Regions from separate parts of the Mus musculus genome. Here region 2 is linked to region 1. Evidence: chromatin contacts called from public Hi-C data. All regions are on one chromosome and are shown on one strand. The core of a region is the stretch at or near the end of the contact, and the rest is flanking DNA. Distances in the headings are between cores, read along the strand shown.

The links. A called contact is a pair of places that touch in the nucleus more often than the background predicts.
Region 2: a contact with region 1 is called in a Hi-C map of the G1E-ER4 cell line, with 2.4 times the contacts expected there. The contact joins two enhancer-like sites. A contact is called at or near these places in 3 of 484 Hi-C or Micro-C datasets (the G1E-ER4 cell line and cortical neurons), 7 of 115 datasets of contacts at active chromatin or transcription factors (astrocytes, embryonic stem cells, extraembryonic endoderm stem cells and 2 more) and 1 of 9 other capture datasets (embryonic stem cells).

What each region holds. Positions count from the first base shown.
Region 1 is chr8:36,203,573-36,206,483 of GRCm38.p6, reverse strand. No RefSeq gene overlaps it. Among named protein-coding and RNA genes, the nearest start is that of Gm39165, 3.6 kb to the left of the region's middle. Within about 2 kb of position 1,408, at least 2 of the 459 cell types and tissues checked have an H3K27ac peak or open chromatin away from gene starts, as enhancers often do. A contact at or near this core is called in the G1E-ER4 cell line, where this site is marked.
Region 2 is chr8:36,608,109-36,611,338 of GRCm38.p6, reverse strand. All of the region lies in intron 5 of Dlc1 (deleted in liver cancer 1), which reads left to right. Among named protein-coding and RNA genes, the nearest start is that of Trmt9b, 150 kb to the right of the region's middle. Within about 2 kb of position 1,803, at least 42 of the 459 cell types and tissues checked have an H3K27ac peak or open chromatin away from gene starts, as enhancers often do. A contact at or near this core is called in the G1E-ER4 cell line, where this site is marked.

The sequences.
Region 1 (2,911 bases), core at 159-2,658:
TCAAATCTTGCTCGTGGACGTCACTTGTTTTCTGAGAATTCTTTAAATATCCCAGAGAACTCCTTCGTCAAGGGGACATATTTAAAGTTCTGGTGAAGTCTCATTTCCCTCTCTGTCTGTCTCTGACTCCCTCTCCTTATATAGACTGCTTTTCATACCACATCTAAGAAAATTTTGCTTTCTCCCAGGGTTTCGAAGAGTTTTCTGTTTTCTTCTAAAAGTTGGGTAGTTTTAGCTTTTACCTTGAAGTTGGTGATTTATTTTAAGGTAGTGTTTATGTGTGAGAGGGAAGTGTGTGCATGTGTGTTTCTTGTATGTGGATGTCTTCTCCAGTTTACTGCTAATAATACACTACCACAGTATAGATAAAGCCTATTCTTTAGTTGTTATTGTTTTTCTTTGTACGTGTGTGTGTGTGTGTGTGTGTTGCATGCGTGCATGCATGTGCTCCGTGGGTCCACATGACTATCCTGACTCATGTCCCCAGGATTGCCAAGCAAGGACTCTTACCCAACTTAACCATTTCTCTATCCCCTGGGTAAACTTATTTTGGCTCCTACTCTGCCCTGTGGTTGAGGGGCTATGTCAGAAGGCATCGTCACATGGCAGGAGATGGGGAGTGTAGGAGAGATGCAGCCAAACAAGCTTCCACAACAGACCCACCCTAGATAACCCATTGGACCACCACTTTTCAGTCACATAAACAGACTCCCCCACGGATGAGAGCAGAGCCTCAGGCACCTCGTAAATGGGCCTGCGGATTGCACTTCTGCATTGTCTGATGAGGATGCAATGTCAACACAGGTTTTTTTGGGGGGGTGGGGTAACAAGCTATGTTCAGCCCATAGCCATTAATATCCACGTTCTCTAACACCATTGTGGAGGGGTGGGTCAAGCTTACTGGTGTGTGAGTTGCATATATTCAATTCTTTTGCAGTGTGGTTCTCTAGATGTATACAAACATGTACAGTCATAGAGCCAGCTTTAATGTCAAGATGCTGATGATAATGTTCCATCAGCCGCCCCCCCCCAGTCTCTTTTGAATTTTTTCCCTATCCTTTCCATACCTGGGAATACTGATGTTTCCTGTGCTTCTATGTCTATGCCTCATGCAGAAGGCTACTACAAATAGAAGAACTCTGAGCCACTGGTGAGAGTGGAAGCATTGCTAAGTGTGGAGCCGTTGCTGAGTATAGAATCTTTGGTGAGTGTAGAACCGTTGCTGGGTGTGGAAGTATTGGTGAGTATTAGAACCCTTGCTGGGTGTAGCCCTCTCCTCCCATTTCTTCCACACTAAGCACTTGAGATCCATCCAAGGTGGTGTATTTAACAGTAACTCATCTGCTTGTTTCTGAGTAATATCCTGTTATGTAAAGATACCATATTTGTTCATCCATTCTCTACTTGAAGGGCATTTGGGCTATTTTTAGTGTCTGGCTTTGCTGACTAAAGCAGCTTGCTATAGATTGAGCTGTCTATAATGCAAAATTTCTATGTTGCACTCTTAATCCTGAGCATCTGAGAATGGAAACCTATACAGAAGTGGGATCTTTCCGGGTATAACTAATTAAGTTAAAATGAGGTCCTAGTGAAAAAAGGAGTCCTTAACAGTATTGTTATTGCATACATGGAGAGAAGAGAGGCCACCAAAAGGCAAGAGCAGGCAAAGACACAACAAGCCCTGTGACCATAGAGGCAGGGGATGAACTCTGCAAGTCCAAGAATGATAGGGCTACCAAAAGCTGAAAGAGACTCCAAAGGATCATTCCCTAGAGAGAGAGAGGAGAGAGAGAGAGAGAGGAGAGAGAGAGAGAGAGAGAGAGAGAGAGAGAGAGAGAGAGAGAGAGAGAGCAAGTGAGCACACCTTTGGATTTGTAGACTTAATCTATGGGGGAATGATTCTGTTTGCAACTGGAGGGATGCAGTGAGACTGGAGGGATGCACTGTGACTGTGTGTTGAAGTTGAGAGTGTGTACCTGAAGTTGGGGGATTTTTCTGGTACAGATGTTGCCCAGACAAGAAGAGTGTTGATCCCAGGATGAAGCTTCACCATAGACAGAGAACCATCGTGCATTTGACCCCAGAGATCTTCCCACAAGTCTATTCAGAGGAGCTGCGAGCTGAGACATATGCACGGGTAACCTACCTTCTTACTCCAGGTCAGAGTATCTGAAAAATGCTGGTAACTCACACGCACAGGAGTGAGTTAGGCAATGCCCCCACAGTCACCGTCCACCTGATTCTTACACCATTGGCAACCTCTGAATTTTTTCTTTTTTTTCCATTTTTTATTAGATATTTAGCTCATTTACATTTCCAATGCTAAACCAAAAGTCCCCCATACCCACCCCCACCCACTCCCCTACCCACCCACTCCCCCTTTTTGGCCCTGGCATTCCCCTGTACTGGGGCATATGAGCAGATTTTACAGGGCAATCAAAGTTCTGTAAAGTCAAAAGTTGCCCATGCATTTATTAGGCTAATGCAATCTGGTTGTTAATTTATTGGGATTCTTATGCAAGCTCTGGAGCTTATTTTTGGCAATAGCTGAAGATTAGAATTGGAAACTTGTTAAAAACCTCAGATCCTTCCAATGAGCTAGCCCCATTTTAAAGTTTAGATCTTTGGTTCTCCAAACTACTTGCTAGGACCAACTCTGTGTTCCACACTGACACAGCTATTCGGCTGCTAACACCATCTCTTAGACACTTAGTTCTGTAGGAAAATAGATGTATTACAGAAATGGTATCAAAATTCCATGAGCTGACATACTAGCTAGAAAGCAGTGGGAACTTTGAAAGTTTATAAGTAGGACTGACAAGAAGAAGGAAGACCAAAGTGTGGATGCTTCAGTCCTTCTTAGAAGGGGGAGCAAAACACCCATGGGAAGAGATATAGAGACAAAGTGTGG
Region 2 (3,230 bases), core at 554-3,053, 400 kb before region 1:
GTGAAGAGGATGGTAAACCATTTCAGATTTCAGTATGCTGAAGCAACCCAAGGAGTTTTCTTTAATTGTGGAATACATGCAAGACAGTTTGCCCTTCGGCCTTATTGTGGTTAAAAGAACAAAGACCAATAGAACAGGCCAATAGATGTGTTATGACCGCAGCAAGCTATTACTAAATCAAGTGGCTTCTAAGCTGTCTGGTACTCCAGCTCCTATTGGTAGAAGCGATGTGGGGCTTAAAGGGGAAAGAGGAGACTCATGCAAGATACTTCCAATCTGAGGCTCGGTGAGGAGGCTCCAAGAGGTGGCTTCAAATACAAAAATTAGTACTTGGGTTTTCCTGGGTGTCCCTGTGGAGATCTTAAAAGCATGATGCAATGTTTAAATGAGAGGGGTATTTTTATGACCTAACCGAGTAAATACTCAATTTGGAAATATTCAAGGGAGGGTGGTTTGGTCCAGAAGAGCTGGGGGCATCCAGAGTACAGTGAGTGAACTAAATGGGACTCTTTTGAAGAGAGCCTTGTTCTGCACAGGATGGGCCAGTATTGTAAACACAAGTTTCTCATGCCTAACTCCCTTTCCTAGCAACAGGAAGACGGAAATGAGGCCATGCAAAAAAAAAAAAAAAAAAAAAAAAAAAAGAGTCCTAAAGGGCTCCAGACAATACTTGATCCACCCTGTACAGCCAGAGGACCTGCAGAAGTAAAAATAACCTCAGATGTTTCTGCTTCCTCCCTGGATATTACCAAACCAGTGCAGACCTGACGTCTCCATGCTGTACAGAGAGCGTCAGAACCCAACCTGGCCCAGGTACCCCAGGCTCCAGGCGCGCCAGACAAAGCAGGAGAAAAGGGGAAAGGTGGCTGTCACGTTTAACAATTCTACAGGCCAGTGATAATGTGCGCTAAGAGACAATGGCCAAGAATGATTCTAGTCTCTAAGCATAGCTGTCTCTTAGTCTTTTTTTTTTTTTTTTAATCATGGCCCATCTGTAAAAAGTTCCCTCCTGTGTAGTCAAGGTCAAGTTAGAATGCCCAGTTTATGAAGAGTTAATATCAGCCCTGACCTGAAAAACACAAGCCCACGTTCTTCCTCGGGCTGTGGACTGAGAAGGAAAACGGGTTTTGGAACAGATCTGTCTTTTTCACAGCTGTCTCTATTTCTGACTTTGGCCATTTCCGGTGGAGGAATGCAGAGTTAAGTATGAGTAGGCTTTGAAGGGAGACCACGCAGGAGGGTTACAATTTGTTTTATAGGTACACGTTACGGCTTTGAATGTGTGAGATCAGTAGTGGGTCTTTTTTATTTTCAGTCTCAAATTACACTGGCCCTCTTTTATCCTTAGGGAATAAGTTTCAAGCTCCCAGGGCATTCCTGAAACCATACGCAGTGCCCATCCTTGTGTGTACCTTGGTTTGGTTTGGTTTGGTTTGGTTTGGTTTGGTTTGGTTTGGTTTGGTTTGGTTTTTTTTCTTCTTGAATACATTCCTACAATCAAATCCGTAGATTAGACAAAGAGTCACAATAGAAACAATACCATAGAAACAATTGTAACAATTAGCCATCAGAGGTTACTGGGGACTTACAAATAGTTTATTTCTGGAGCGTCTTCATCTCATAATTTCATTTCTTTCTGTTGAGGTTGAGCTGGGGTGGGAGGGGGGGCCTGCTCTAGGGGGACACTCAGTTGATGTGGAAAGGGTAGATTTCCAGCTGGGGAGGTCTGTCTTGTCTGTCAGCCTGCCCTGTCTGTCAACACTTCTCCCTTAGGTGGCCCCATTGTGGGGGATTATGATGAGCCATGATAAGGGTGGAGAGACTTCCCGGGGACAGTTAATCATCGCATGATTCCGCCTAGACCTTCTTTGTACTAGGTTTTTTTTTTTTTCTTGCTTGCTATCCTAAGTAGTGGCAGACGGGAAGACAACTCTGCATGTTACAGAGCCTCACTCACAGTCAAGAGTCACGCTTTTCTAGAATGTTCTGACAGAGTCTTGCAAAGACTGCTGTTTCCTGGGGGTATCTGTGTAATGTGATTGCAGCCTAGCAGATAGAGAGACAAGAGCGTCTGTCCTTACCGTCTGTGAGAGTCTCAGAATACCACATCTACAAAGTCAGACCTCCACTGGGCTGGACTAAGCAGTGCCTTCTCCAGTGAGGGTGTTGGGAGGTTGGTTTCTGAGAGAAGTGTCTGTGTTAGAGATCAATGGAAATAGTTGCCTGGCATCTTGCAAAATTTCTTCCTGCTAAGAAGGAAGGCTTTTGGGTGCTGCGGGTAAACTTTGTAAGCCAAACCAACACAATGGGAAGGTTTCTCTTCATCACCCCTGACCCCAGGTTTAGTTCTGTTAGCAGATGTAGGTTTTTATGACACTGAGTACTTTTTTTCTCCATGCCTAACTCTACTCGGTGGCCTTTTCAAGTCGGCTTCTCCACTAGTGGAGGACAAATCCAAAGCTAACGGAACCCTAAGCTCTGGTGAGCTGGGCCCTCAGTTGTCTGTGACACCACCCACATTTTGATCTCTTACCCACCCCGCCTCTAAGTGTCCTGCGGAGCGAACTGGAAGTCACTTCCTGATTCCTGTCACAGAGGCGCCTTCCTTCTCCTGTAGGAGTCTCCAAAGGATGTCTGAGGGACAAAAGGCTCCCACACCCTGAGGTTGAGGCACTCCCAGGCTCCCCATACTTAGAAAGCCAGTGAGGAAAACGGCCTTTGGAGTGAAATGGTCTGTGACCCAGGTATGGCTCTGCCCTACAGCCGCACTTTGTCACACTCAGGTGACAGAACCGGAATATTTTCTCCAATCTGGGTAAAATAGAGGCCTCATAGGACAGCCAATGTCCACTGAATTCCCCGTTTCAAACCAAGCTATAATGATATGGAAAGGGGATTTTGTGTGATGCGAGTGCATCTGTCAAAGTCACCCCAAGGGAAATTCCAGAACTTTGCAAAGGCATCCTTGAAAAGCCTGTCCCCTGCTGAGAGGCAGCTGGGACAGAAGTTCCATGTCCAAGGTCACAGTCAATGGGATAGCATTGTGGACCCCTTCCTGCTGGTGTGTGTAAACAGACTGGGAAGGTCCCCAAATGGGAACCTTTATGTATTTATAGGGATCAACGTGAGTTAACATTCAACTATCAAATTGTGTGTACTTCAGGTGCTGGGGTCCTAAGCAATTTTAAAGAAAATGATTTCTTAATCCATCTGGAAGATGGGAATATGCT